3 separate regions of the Gossypium hirsutum genome follow, and regions 1 and 3 are each linked to region 2. A link is a contact called in public Hi-C data. All regions are on one chromosome and are shown on one strand. The core of a region is the stretch at or near the end of the contact, and the rest is flanking DNA. Distances in the headings are between cores, read along the strand shown. Region 1 holds the start of LOC107896829 (transmembrane protein 87B). Region 2 holds the start of LOC107896832 (reticulon-like protein B8). Region 3 holds the start of LOC107896826 (vacuolar-sorting receptor 1).

Region 1 (4,529 bases), core at 885-3,384, 140 kb before region 2:
TTGCCAAGTTTCTCCTCATCTACACCCAAGAAATAGAAGAAATGGAAATAAATAGACCATTTTAAAAGTTGTTGCAATTTAGATAAGAGTACAGCTGATATGAATAACTTATTGTTTCAGTAAATTGACTTATTTATACAGACCCTACTGCCACCAGGAAATTTTTAGTAACTAAACACCCTACAAATACGGTAGCAAGGCTTAGTGAATTTTGATTTCTGATAGAGCGTCATGCCGCAGATACATATATTGCCTAGTCATGTCTATCAGTTTCTACATCTATCGCTATTGATCCCAAATAAGTACTGATAGTTTTAAGTGAAACGAGTCTTACCTGAAGTTTCTCCAAAGTTTTTGACAGTGATGAGAAAATCCATAGAATAAAACAAGCATCCAAAAACGCAACAGGTAGTACCAAAACTAACTTCGCTTTCCCAGAAAAGTCATTAATGTTCCCCAAGTGTTCTACTAGCTCAAGTGCCTCTGTCGCAATAAAATATATCAGACCAAGCAGAACTACTTTGGATGTTAAGCCACCAAGTGTTGGCCTCACTACACCAAAGCCCATGGAAACCACCAAAAGAAGAAGGCGAGATAAAGTTTTCTTAACAGAGCCAAATGTGACTGCCCACAACGTAATACCCATTGGTCTGGTCCCAGTTGAATTGAAATTAGAATATTCAAAGTACCAGACAGCCATCTCACACATTCCAAGTGCAATAACAAGGGTGATATGGTAGTGTAAATGGATGATATCCTTCCAGAACTGAACGAACCTTAGAAACCAGGCAAGACCAAGCACAAGGTAAGCCAAAGACATGAGACCATAAAATGTCATCAACGGAGCCATCTTCCCAGGTAAATAACCATTGGGGTTCTTCCAGACGGTCCTTCCTTTAATAAGAGTACCCTTGAGTTGGGGATCGCAGAACATAAAATAAAGGTAGTACATCCCGGTGCTGTTTATCTCAACTGTTTCAACATCCATTTTAGCTTCTTCATTGTCTCCTTGGAAAAAGGTCTTAATCCGTTTAGGCCACCCAAGGTTGTTCGGGTTATGTTGGATGATAACCTCACCTTGGTTGCAGGACCCCTGGTCCGCAAGTTGTTTGTCGCAGCAAATGGCATCGGATTTTAAAGAAGACCCTCCAATCCTTGCTCTATCTTTAACTTCAAGTATGATTGCTTCCACTAATCCCGTGTTCTGCTGCATTTGATGATGGCTTTTTGCAGTCTCTTTCGGTCTCACAAAGGTGACCGGATCAAAACTGAAAATACTCCAACATGTACAGTAACATCAACAACAATCACTACCAAATTTTGACAGACACTATGTATCTACCAAATTAAGCACATGGCCAATCAAATTGTTAACTAAACAGTAGCTAGGGTTTCGAAATGGAAAGGGCATCATCATACTATCGCGTGAAATGATGATGATTTTCAATGTGAATCAAAGTCCAAAAAAAATCAAAACCAACAGTAGAAGAATTAGAAAGAGTAAAAATAATTCTTCAAATGAAAGGAAAGGCAAAAGCAAAAGCAAAAGCAAAGATCAAGTAAAGGAAGAGTAAATATATATAAAAAAGTACCTGATGATGGACTTCCCCTTGAAAGATGGTTTGGTTTCAGAAGAAGCATCAGTGGTGGGTTCATGGAGCTTAGAAGCATAGAGACCTTCACTGCCTCCATGGAAAAAGAAAGCATCAGATTTTGGGCTAAAAGCTTCCATTCTATACTCATGAATGGAAGCATTAACATTTGAGAAGCAAAGAAACAAACCAAAACAAACAACAAACATGGGAATCTTAATCCTTCCCCATCGAAACTGTCTCTGCTTCATATCTTGCAGCATTTCTTTTTTGGTTGAGGGCGGGGATCGTCTGTTTTTTGTTGTTGTTGTTAGAGGTGTTGGGTACTGGGCGTTGTGTTCTGGAAATTGGTAAAGAAAGAGAGAGACAGATACCAGCAATACAGAAATGAGTCCTAACCGATGCAAAAGCAGTGAAGAAGCATAGACAGCGACTCAGCATCTTCTTTTTGTTACGTTACTATTTTTTATCCATCGGCCCAACACAAGACTGGGTTCCTGATAATGATGAAGATATTTCTCAGTTCGAGCATTCATCATCCCCACACTGGCCCTTTCTCAGTTGGGCTTCCGGAATTATAACATTTTTCTAGTTCTTCAAAGCCCTTCTAGAACACATTTCTATTGTTAGGTGGAGACTAACAAATTTAAATTTTACTTTATAATGTCAATATCACGAGTCAATTAAACACTAATTTAATTAGAGGAATTATGAAAATATTTTTTTGTAATTAAAATAAGTTATATTATTTGAAGCTATTTTGATCTTTTTATTTTATTTTATTAAAAACCCAACGAAAAAATTACATGTAATGGGATTTGAACCAATACTAATTACATCAATAAAACATTAACTTTACTGTTAAACCAGAACTTTTATTTTAATATAATACTTACATTTTAATTGCATTATGCATTCTTTATTACATCTATTAATTATATATTAAGGGTTTGTTTGCTTCATTGAAAATAATTTTCGAAAAATGATTTCTGGAAAATAATTTACTTTCCTCTAAAATTTAATATTTTCTGGTGTTTGGATGAATCTATGTAAAATATTTTCTGTTGTTTGACGGATTTCTTAAAAATATTTCATAAAATTTTTTTTAATGAAACAAACATACATTTGAGATTTTCTTATCTTTTTATTGTTTAATTTAATTTAATTTATATTTATAAATTTATATTTTACATTATTTTTGCATATATTAAAAATATTTTGTTAAATTCAAGTTCATTACAACGTCATTTTTTAGTTACATGACTACCAATTGAGTTTTTTTTATTTAAAAATGTGACATCAACAAAATTGACAAAAATAAATTTAACAATGTCAATAATTGGACTTGATTTTTCAATCTAAAAAGTAGAGGGATTAAATTTTTGAAAATAAAAATACAGAGACTAAATTGTAAATTTGTGAAGAGTACATAGACTTATAGCATATTTTAACCTTTATACTACAAAATATTTATTATTAATAAATTTATAATTGTAATAAATATTTGTTATTAAAATATTAATATTGATTATTTTTAATAATATGTGAAGAATATTATTTAAAATTATTATTTTTAAAATTTATTATTAAAATAAAATTTAAATGTTAAATAATTTATTAAAATAATAAATTATATTAATAATTTATTATATGACTAAATATAAATAATTAAATATGTATGTTTAATAATGTTGAAAAATATAATATTTTATATCAATATTTTAATAATTTTAAATATTTTTAAGCATAAAACAAAATTTATTATCAATATAATAATATTAAGCTTGATTTAAGTTAATTTTTATATAAAAGTAAAATTACCTATAGAGGATGTAACAACCCAAAATCCGTGGGCACTAGAAAAGTATGTTATCGGGCCTCCGTCTTAGTGAAATAAGTTCGAAAATAATTATTAAAAATATTTATGAGTCTAGTATTGTGTTTAATTAGGTTTTAATTAAGTAAATTTAGCTTAATTTAGAGTAATTAGTAAAAAGGATTAAATTGAATAAGAGTAAAAGTTTAATTATAGATTAAAGTAAGAGGAAATTAAACCATTTCCTATAGCTGAGGCGGTTTAACATAGAAAATATCAAAGATTTTATTGATTAAAAATATATATATATTTATTTAATAATTAAGTATATTATATTATATTATATTATATTATATTATTATATATAAAAGAAACAAATAAGTTAAAAGAATCAGAATGAAAGCAAACGAAACAGAGAAGAACAGGGGAGAAAGAAAGGAAAGAAGAAAGAAAAGGGGAAATAAGGTTTATGAAGCTTGGAGTTAATTGGTAAGCTCAATCAAGTCCTTTTCTCATAATTTTGATATTTTAGAAGTCTTAAAACAAGTTTTTGATGAAATTAAGTTGTTAGTTTGGAAGTTCTTAGGTTTTTAAACAAAGTTCATGTTGAATAAAATGATGAAATAGGGGTTTAATTGAACGAAATTCAAGTTAGAATAGATATAAGGATTGAATTGCAAAGTAAGCTATAAGTTTTGTGTTTTAGGGACTAGATTGAGGAAAATTCGGAATTAAGAAAATATGTTGAAAATTTAATAGTTAAATTTGAGTTTAAATGAAATTTGAATAGGAATAAGGTGTGAATTGGTGTTATAAATTTGGTTATTAACATTTTACATCAAAACAGTTTTGGGAAGTAGCAATGGTCTGACTTTGAAAATTCACTAAAAATTTTATAAATTGAATTAGAGAATGAACAAAATATGGAACTAAAGCTTATTGAGTCTAGTTTCTTATAGTAGAAACAGTGTAAGCAATTAATTGATGAATCAAGAGATATTTGAAATTTTGTAATACTAGTTCGGGGTGATTTCGAGATGCCCTATTTTAACTTTGGAAAATCATTAAAAATTGTACAAAAATTATTATGGAGTGTAATTTATATATGTGAACTCCTTAAT
Region 2 (4,202 bases), core at 904-3,403:
AGTCTAAAACACTGCAGTTATGTTCAGCTTTTTGGATCAAACATGCTGAAACTTGTTCCAAATATATTTTTCATTTGATTTTTGAACTTTTTCTTGGATTGAGTCTCTAAAGTTGCATGCACTAGTAAAATGTTAGTAAGGGCCATTTACTGACATATTTCACTTTAATAATTTTCAACACTAACAATCGATTACAACCAAATAAATAAGGAAGTAATTTGAGAACCAAATTAAGAAAGAGTGAAGAATGCCGCAATAAATAAAATGCATAAAGAAATTGATCATAACATTTCTTCCTCCTGCATTAACGATACTTAAGAGTTTGCTGAATGTTTCTACAAATATATGGCGGAAACTTTTAAAGGCATATGGATCAACAGGGAACATTTAATTTGCAAGCATATGTCGTTAAGGGAAGAGTGATAGGAAAATATTGAGAGCCTACCACAAGAAATTGTTTCAAGTTTCCCTGACATGCAACATCCTGCAGATATTGTAAGCCTCTGTTCACCTCAGCACCAACTGACCTCCCAATGCTAACAAATAATTCATCGGGCAAAACAAGTCGTGGCACTTGAGAAGATGACCTGTTTCCATGAAGTAATTTACTATAAAAGTTATGCGATCCTATCAGCAGCACACATGGTACCAAAACCTTGAAGAGCAACAAATAATAAAAAATAAAAGCAGCACATAAGCATATGCCTATTTGTGTTACCTGTTAAGTAAACCCGAGGCATTTGACCAAACAAACTGAGCAAGCATGCCAAGAACCAAAGCAAAGCATAGAAGAGTCAGGAAATGGTAATTAAGCCATTCAAATAGAACCCATATTAAAGTTGCACTAGCTAAAAAACTGGCTGAGATCTTCTTGTTCCTCCATAACAAAACATCAGCAGCTGCACAATTTACAGTAACAACATTGATCAACGCAGGTGGTTTTTAGCAATTTCAAGACAAGAGTTGAAAGTCGTACATTTTCCACCCCCCAAAATATGGTGGACCGGCCTCTGACGTCCAAAAAGCCGATTGAAGCCAGAGACAACTGAGTTTGATTTCTCTTCCTCAAAAAAGGACACGGATTTCTGCTTAGAGACACCATCTGCAATGGTCTCTACTAGATTGTTAAATAAGTCCTCTGTTGTTATTTTCTCAGGCATTATTCTTGTGCTTCAAGAAAACAGACAAATTTATTCTCCTGGAATAAACAGAACAGCCCTGAAATCTCATCAAAATATTAACACCTAACAAATAATTTGAAGTTCACTTTTAATATTATATTTTGCAATATTTATGGAAAAAAAATTCAAAAATGGAGTCTTGATGCTTAACCTTATAGCCCCACACACAGAAAAAAAAAAAGTTCCGTTTGCTTTGGCTTCTCAGTAGACACATATAACAACTCAACTGAAATATAAGAAACAATTTCAAGTAATTTGGCGTAGCTAGATGAACCCAGTATCATAACCACCATGAGACGCTCATAAGAGCAAATCTTTTGCAAGAAAGCCTATGGTTGCCATTTGCTAAAGATAATATCAAAGCAGATTCTTGTTCTTACTAATGCTTTAACATCACATGTAACCCTTTTAGAGAAACATTCGAACTGTGTTTTCGTACATGAACTTCATCCAAAAACAAAAAGAAAAGAAAAAGTAGCAGAAATAAAGCAAACAAAAAATTAGTATCTTCAAAGTAGCGGTAATTTGCTACTGCAATTTAAGAAAAAAAAAGAATCGTCGGAAATATCGAAATTCAAGAAAGACAAAGCAGCCAAGGTAAGGACTCGAGCAAACAAGATAAACCTCAGAACCAAACAAAACGAACAACTTGAAATAAATAAAACCCAGATTTTTAAATTAAGAACTTTAGTAGAATCAAATATAAGAAAAGGAAAAAAATCATGATCAAAGAACTGCAATTTCTGTAGAAAATATCATCAATTGTAAAAGAAGAAGAAAAAGGAAGATGCAAAAGGGCACAAACCAGAGAGAGAGCGAGAGAGAGATGTTGATGATACGTTTGAGGCTAGTGGGTGATACTGACAAGCAAGAAATGAATGGGGACTGGAGGAATCAAATATAAATTATGTCCACGTTTCTCTTGTACGTTAACCTTAGTATCACATTCACTGCGAACAAAAAGATATAGGTTAAAATCTGCTATTAGTCCTTGTACTTATCTAGAAATTGAGATTTAGTTTTTTACTTTAATTATTAAAAGAATTCAATCCACCTATTTTTTTAAATTTAATAATCTTAATAATTCTAGTTGTTTGTAATTTCTATCAAAATTTATCAACATAAACCTGTTCATTTTTTGTATATCACCTAAACATCATTTGAGGATAGTCTAGTCAATATGTCAAGTTGATAAATTTTGATGAAAATATTAAAATTATTAATGATTAAAATGATATTTTAGGATTTAATTTTTATCTTTTTAATTATAGGGATTAAATTTTAAATTTTAGATAAATACAGGGACTAAAGTTTAGAATTTAACCAAAAATATATATCACATTCACTAAGTCCCAAAAGGAAACCCAAAAAGACAACTTTTCCAAATAAAAAATTTAAATGTTAAATTAAAAGTGTTTTAACTTTAAAATGCTATTTTCGTGATGGCGTCATAAATAGTGGAATGGTAGGTAGAGTTTATTTTGGTTCAAAAATGGCAGGCAGATAAATGCAATAATATATTTTTATATTTATAGTATATTGATTAAATTAGGGTCAAATTTGATGAAAAGGCCAAGAAAAATTACAGAAATGGGTTAGGTTGTCTAAAATTTACAGAAATAAGTTAATTTTAGAGAGAAAAGATGAAAATATGTTCTGTTGTACAAATTTTTTAATTTTTTAACACATCAGTTTCTTTAGTTAGATAGTCAAATATTAGTAGTTTTATTATTGAGTTTTGGGTTTGATTTTTCTCCTACTTAGATTTGTATTTTTATTTCATGTTGTTTCAAGCTTAGTTTTTATTTTTAATATATTAGTTTTTCTGGTTAAATGGTAAAAGAATAATAATTTTATCCTTGAGTTTTAAGTTCGATTCCTTTTTCAAGCATATTTGTATTTTTTTTATTTCATGTTGTTTTAATTTTTTTTATTTTTAATTAATATCTTTAATTAATAAAGATATCGTTTTCAAGTTTTTTTTTAATTCATCTTTTTAATTAATACCTTTTTTATTTATAAAATAATATAATTATTACAAATTATATAATAAAAATATATTTTTGATATTTATCATTATGTTAAATATATTTTATTTTTTAAAAACATCAACTAATTTCTTTTATATATTTTTCTTTATATATAATATTTATATGTCAAATATTTAACTTTTCCACCTATATTTTAGGTACGGTGGTTTCTAATATTATAACATCAAATAATTATTTCAAATATCATTATTATTTTTTCAACTATATTATGATAATGATATCTCAAATATTTTTATATATGAAATATTCTAAATACACATACAAAAACATATAATATTAAAATTTACTACACTCATAATATGAATTGAAAAATAAATATTACACATACTAAAAATTTATATTTACTAAAAATAATGATATTTGGGGATAATTACTTGATTTTATAAATAAAAGAGTTATTAATTAAAAAATGAATTAAAAAAACTTAAAAATAATATATTTATTAATTAAAAATAAAAAAAGTTTGAAACAACATGAAATGAAAAATAGAAATGTGCTTAGAAAAATAATCAAACTTAGGACTTAAGATAAAATCATTATTATTTAACCAAGGAAACTAATGTGCTAAAAATAGTAATTAAAAATAAAAGCAAAGCTTGAAACAAGCTAAAATAAAAATACAAATATAAATAGGAGAGAAATCGAACCTCAGATTGAAGGGCAAAACCATTAACATTAAATCATCTTACTAAAGAAACTGATGTATTAAAAGAATCAAAAAAACACAATTTGTAACACACTTTTTAGCATAAAGCATTTCTTCCATGACGCGTTTTCTATTTATTTCTCTAAAATCAATTTATTTTTTTAAATATCTAAAAAAAACCATACGTCTTCCTAAATATTTTTTAACATCGACATTTTCTCTAAAGAAACCCCCTAAAAAAACTTTTCAAATAAAAAATTTAAATGTTAAATTAAAAGTGTTTTAACTTTAAAATTCTATTTTCGTGATGGCGTCATAAATAGT
Region 3 (4,251 bases), core at 1,648-4,147, 200 kb before region 2:
ACTCTTCCCCGGAAGGTATCCTACAAGTAAAAAAGGGGCATCAGCAAAAGGGTTAAATTGAACAAATAGCTGACCTGAAAAAAATTTCCAGTAACATACATACCCTGCATGCAGTTATGTTGGCACTTTTGTCCTGCCAGCAACCACCATTGTTTTCTAAGCACTCGTTAGTTTGTATATCTGCCAAGGACAACTTATAGTGAAATAATGAGTATCATCTTAATATAGTTTCTACCCAAAAATACAAATTTATAACTTAAATAGCATGGGAAAAAATGGTGATAGGTTAATGCCAGAAAATTTAAATGTTTCAAAGCAAACCACAAGAAGAAAATTCCTCTAAATTAAGCACAACAGATGATAACCTTCAGTTAAGCAAATTGCTGGCTCTGTGGTCTCTTGAAAACCTGCACAAATTGCCTTGAGAACAGCTCCTCTGTCCAACTTCCCTAAATCCATTAGAAAAGATGTTGTTACGAAGGTAATTCAAACAAGCAAATTGCTGGCAATGACAGTAAATTTTGATTCATACCTCTATACTGTCTGTTGTTTATCACAAGGGTTGGCAGTATAGTTACATCTCCACGGGAGCCTTTTCCAATCTAAAATAAGAATTACAGCATAAATGAGAAGCTCAATGGTAGGATTGCGCAAATTCTTTTTAACTTGTAAAGTTCAAGAATTGCCTCACCTGTGCATCTTGCTCAGCTTTCAGCACTGGGTTGTCCACATCAGCCTCAGTGTCTCCAATACATTTGTCTACTTTATTGAGATCAACACCTATAAAGCAGAGAATGGAAGACATACGATAAACATAAGTACACATGTCAAATGTAAAGACACAAACTTGCTTTTAACCCATAACAGATTACTTAAGTAATCAAACATTTCCAGGGGCAAATAAGAATTCTTTTGCTTTTCTAGATCCCAATAAAATCAGAGTTACATACATATATAATAAAAATACACATACAGGTAGGTGCACATGTAAATGTATATAAATTCATTAGCGCTACTACACAATCCTTTTTCTTCAACTTCGGTAAACAGGAAGAAAAAATTACTTATTGCTCATTTCCAGAAAGAAGGAACCAATTCAATGGTCGTATGCTCCATTTTTGAAGAAATAAAATCAATCAAAATGCAACACTAGCACCTTCAGAACAGTATAGCAGCAGCAATATTGTGCGACACATTTTAAGAATCATATATAATAGAGAGCATTGCAAGTAAAGCATTAACCTACCAAGGGCTTGGATAACTTTATCAGCACACTCCTTGTTATATTTCTTCTCTTTCATCGGGCAGCGGATAGCAAAGTCCGTAACATAATCCCACCAAAGCCATGGCTTTCCACTTTCATTGGCAACTTTGAACAAGCAAGCTTGGCGAAGATTTTGAACCACCACATCTTTACCATCATAACCTTTACTGAAGTCTTGCTCAGGATCTGGAGCACAGTACCTCCCATGATTGATACACTGTGACTTGCACTGTTTGCTCAAAATAAAAGCTTCAGGGCAATACCAAGTTATATAGTGGGGGGTGAACATAGTGTAGCCCTTCCGCTCAAGTATTTGAGCAGCTCCTTTGAAGTTCTTGACAAATTCTATCTGGCTGTCACACTTTGGCCCACACTCATCGTTGCTATTTGTCCAGAACTCATACTCAACCCGTTCATCAGGATGAGGAAGTGACTCCCTCCAGTCAAGATTCATATTAACCATCTCCCCACCGTTAAGGGCCTTCTTGAGGCTGTCCCCTAGTGATTTACTGATAAGGGCTGATGGAATGGTGATGTTCTGCAGGTATTCAGCATTAGCATTTTCTTCTTCAGGGGTATCCATGGTAATCAAGGGCTCATCCTTGCTGTCAGCAACAAGAATAGCAGCAGCTCCAGCTTTCTGAGCATTCCATGCCTTCAAGGTGAAGAAACAATCTGCCACAACAGCCAAGTTAAAGATGATAAGCACGTGCATTTAAAGCTCTTTGAGAAGAGCAAAAACTGAAAGCCAATTCAAATCCCTAAGAACTACCAAATTGAAACCAGAGGGCAATGCTAAATTTAACAAGTGTCAACTGCCAGCAAAATTAAGTAGGGTTACTAACATTTAATACCATAAATTACATAAATAGAAAGGCCAAATAAAAGCATAGTCCGATTCTTTTATTTCCAAAATCGGAGAATCTATGATAGATAAAAAATAAGAAATAGGAAGAAAAAAGAGGCAGACCTCCACGATCAACAAGGAGAAAAGTGGGTAATCCCCCAGGCTTTGATTTGAAAGAGATGTCAAAATCATCGAAGGACTTGCAAGCGCCTTGATTAGCTTTAGGATAAACAACAGTGCCAACCAAGGTACCCCCATACTGAGGAACCCCAAAATTCCCAATCGCACACTCATAAACCCCTTTGATTGATTCCGGCGAAGTCACCTTCAAGCTGTTCTTCTCCACCACAAACCTCCCCAAACAATTCCCCACTAACAAAACCCACATGCAAATTACAAACCAAGAATTTTCCCTCATCTTTCCAGGAGAAACTTTTTTTCTCTAATAATAACCCAAGATGGGGGAATCTTTCAATCAACAATAACTTAGTATCAAAGTCGCCTCTTTTCGCTGGTCAAGTTTCCCAATCCTTCTAGGGAGCTCAATTTTTTCCGTTTGGTTTGTGCTTTCGACACAGCAATGAGGCGTTTGCTTGGTCGTATAAAGAAAAACCCAGAAGTTTAAGAAGAAAGATTTGGAAGAAAGTTGTAAGCTTTTTCAAAGTAAAGAGAAAAAGAAGATTTGGAAGTGTTGTGGAAGTAAAGGAGCTGTAATGTAAACCGACTTTGATTTAAAAAAGGATACAAGAGGGGCTGCTTGGATAAATTAGATGAGTGAATGTGAAATTGGGTGATTTGCTATAATATTCCATTTTTATAATCATATTATTATTTCACCTACCATACTGATAAGACAAAACGTAGAAAGGGAAAGGGTAATGCATGAAATACATGTGTCTTATTCCCGATTGACTTTAACACGTCGATGCTCCGTTAATAACCCCACCCCATTCCTCGCATCCCTTTAAGATAATAAAAAAGATTGCTATTATGTACTATACCACTATACTAAATCTATATTTATATTATATATTTAATCAAATCTCAATTCAGTTTAATACTCAACAAATGTATTATTTTTTCTATAAACTCTAAAATATATATACATTACTTTGGTGAGTGTAGGTTTATAATAGTTTATTTAATTAAAACCTTCAAAAACAGAAAATACTTTTTTTACATTTGATTGAAGATAATATATTTGATCATGTTTGCTCAAAATTTTCTCTCTTTGTCACATGTATTTATTTCTTGAATATTTTTGTACTATTAATTTATTTTTAATTTACTTGTGTAAAATGATTTCTTATGCAAGTTTATATTAATTAAAATATGCTAGTTGCCAAATTTATTCAGAGTGTAGTATAATTATCACTTGTTTACATATTAAGAATATGACATAATTATCACTAAGAATATAATTTATAATTATATTGATACACTATTAATATTTATCAATTTCTACAATGTTAATATTTACAAATAAAGAACGTTGTTTATTTAAAATTTTAAAAATATTCTCTAATTAATTTCTATAATGAATATTTTAATTCCTTAGTAGTAGTATTTTATTTCAATAATTTCACTAGATAAAGGTTAAAGCATTATAAATAAATAAATACTTAACAATAAAATGTGGCATACCCTTATTTGTTATTTTACATATATCAACGTTCAACATTCAACATTCAATTATCAACTAAGTTTTACCAAACATTTTTAAATAAACCGTTAATAGAACCAGCTGGTCAAACCAGCCACTGCAATCAACAATTAGCTAACATTGCCTTTATAAATATATTTGTTACATAATTGTTTTCACTCATATCATGGGATGTGTCATCCATCAACTCATTTGTTAAAATTACAAGGAAAATATTATTTTTATAAATTGATAAATATTATTTTGAGAATACTTTTGTCTTTTTATATTTTTATATAAACTTTAAAAAACTACATACATATATGAGATTTGAACCCAAAATATCATTATAGTTTTCATTCTTTTATTTTATTTTAATGAAGGAAGATGTACACCACACCTAAAACAATAGGCTAACACAATCGACATGCGCACTCTATGTAACACTCTTAACCCGTATCCGTCGCTGGATTAGGGTTAAAGGCATTACCGAACAAA

What was found. A called contact is a pair of places that touch in the nucleus more often than the background predicts.
Region 1: a Hi-C map of leaf shows a contact between it and region 2, with 2.8 times the contacts expected there. The contact joins the promoter of LOC107896829 here to the promoter of LOC107896832 in region 2. A contact is called at or near these places in 5 of 34 Hi-C or Micro-C datasets (hypocotyl and leaf).
Region 3: a Hi-C map of hypocotyl shows a contact between it and region 2, with 2.7 times the contacts expected there. The contact joins the promoter of LOC107896826 here to the promoter of LOC107896832 in region 2. A contact is called at or near these places in 4 of 34 Hi-C or Micro-C datasets (hypocotyl, leaf and petal).

What each region holds. Positions count from the first base shown.
Region 1 is chrA10:87,884,579-87,889,107 of Gossypium_hirsutum_v2.1, forward strand. It overlaps LOC107896829 (transmembrane protein 87B), which reads right to left and starts at 2,135. Exons shown (of 5, transcript XM_016822116.2): 1 at 1,593-2,135; 2 at 335-1,268; 3 at 1-19. The coding sequence starts at 1,855.
Region 2 is chrA10:88,019,660-88,023,861 of Gossypium_hirsutum_v2.1, forward strand. LOC107896832 (reticulon-like protein B8) reads right to left here and starts at 2,154. Exons shown (of 6, transcript XM_016822118.2): 1 at 1,987-2,154; 2 at 977-1,198; 3 at 719-899; 4 at 446-587. The coding sequence starts at 1,160.
Region 3 is chrA10:87,818,652-87,822,902 of Gossypium_hirsutum_v2.1, forward strand. It overlaps LOC107896826 (vacuolar-sorting receptor 1), which reads right to left and starts at 2,898. Exons shown (of 11, transcript XM_041078911.1): 1 at 2,235-2,898; 2 at 1,247-1,939; 3 at 692-780; 4 at 533-602; 5 at 366-449; 6 at 104-180; 7 at 1-20. The coding sequence starts at 2,529.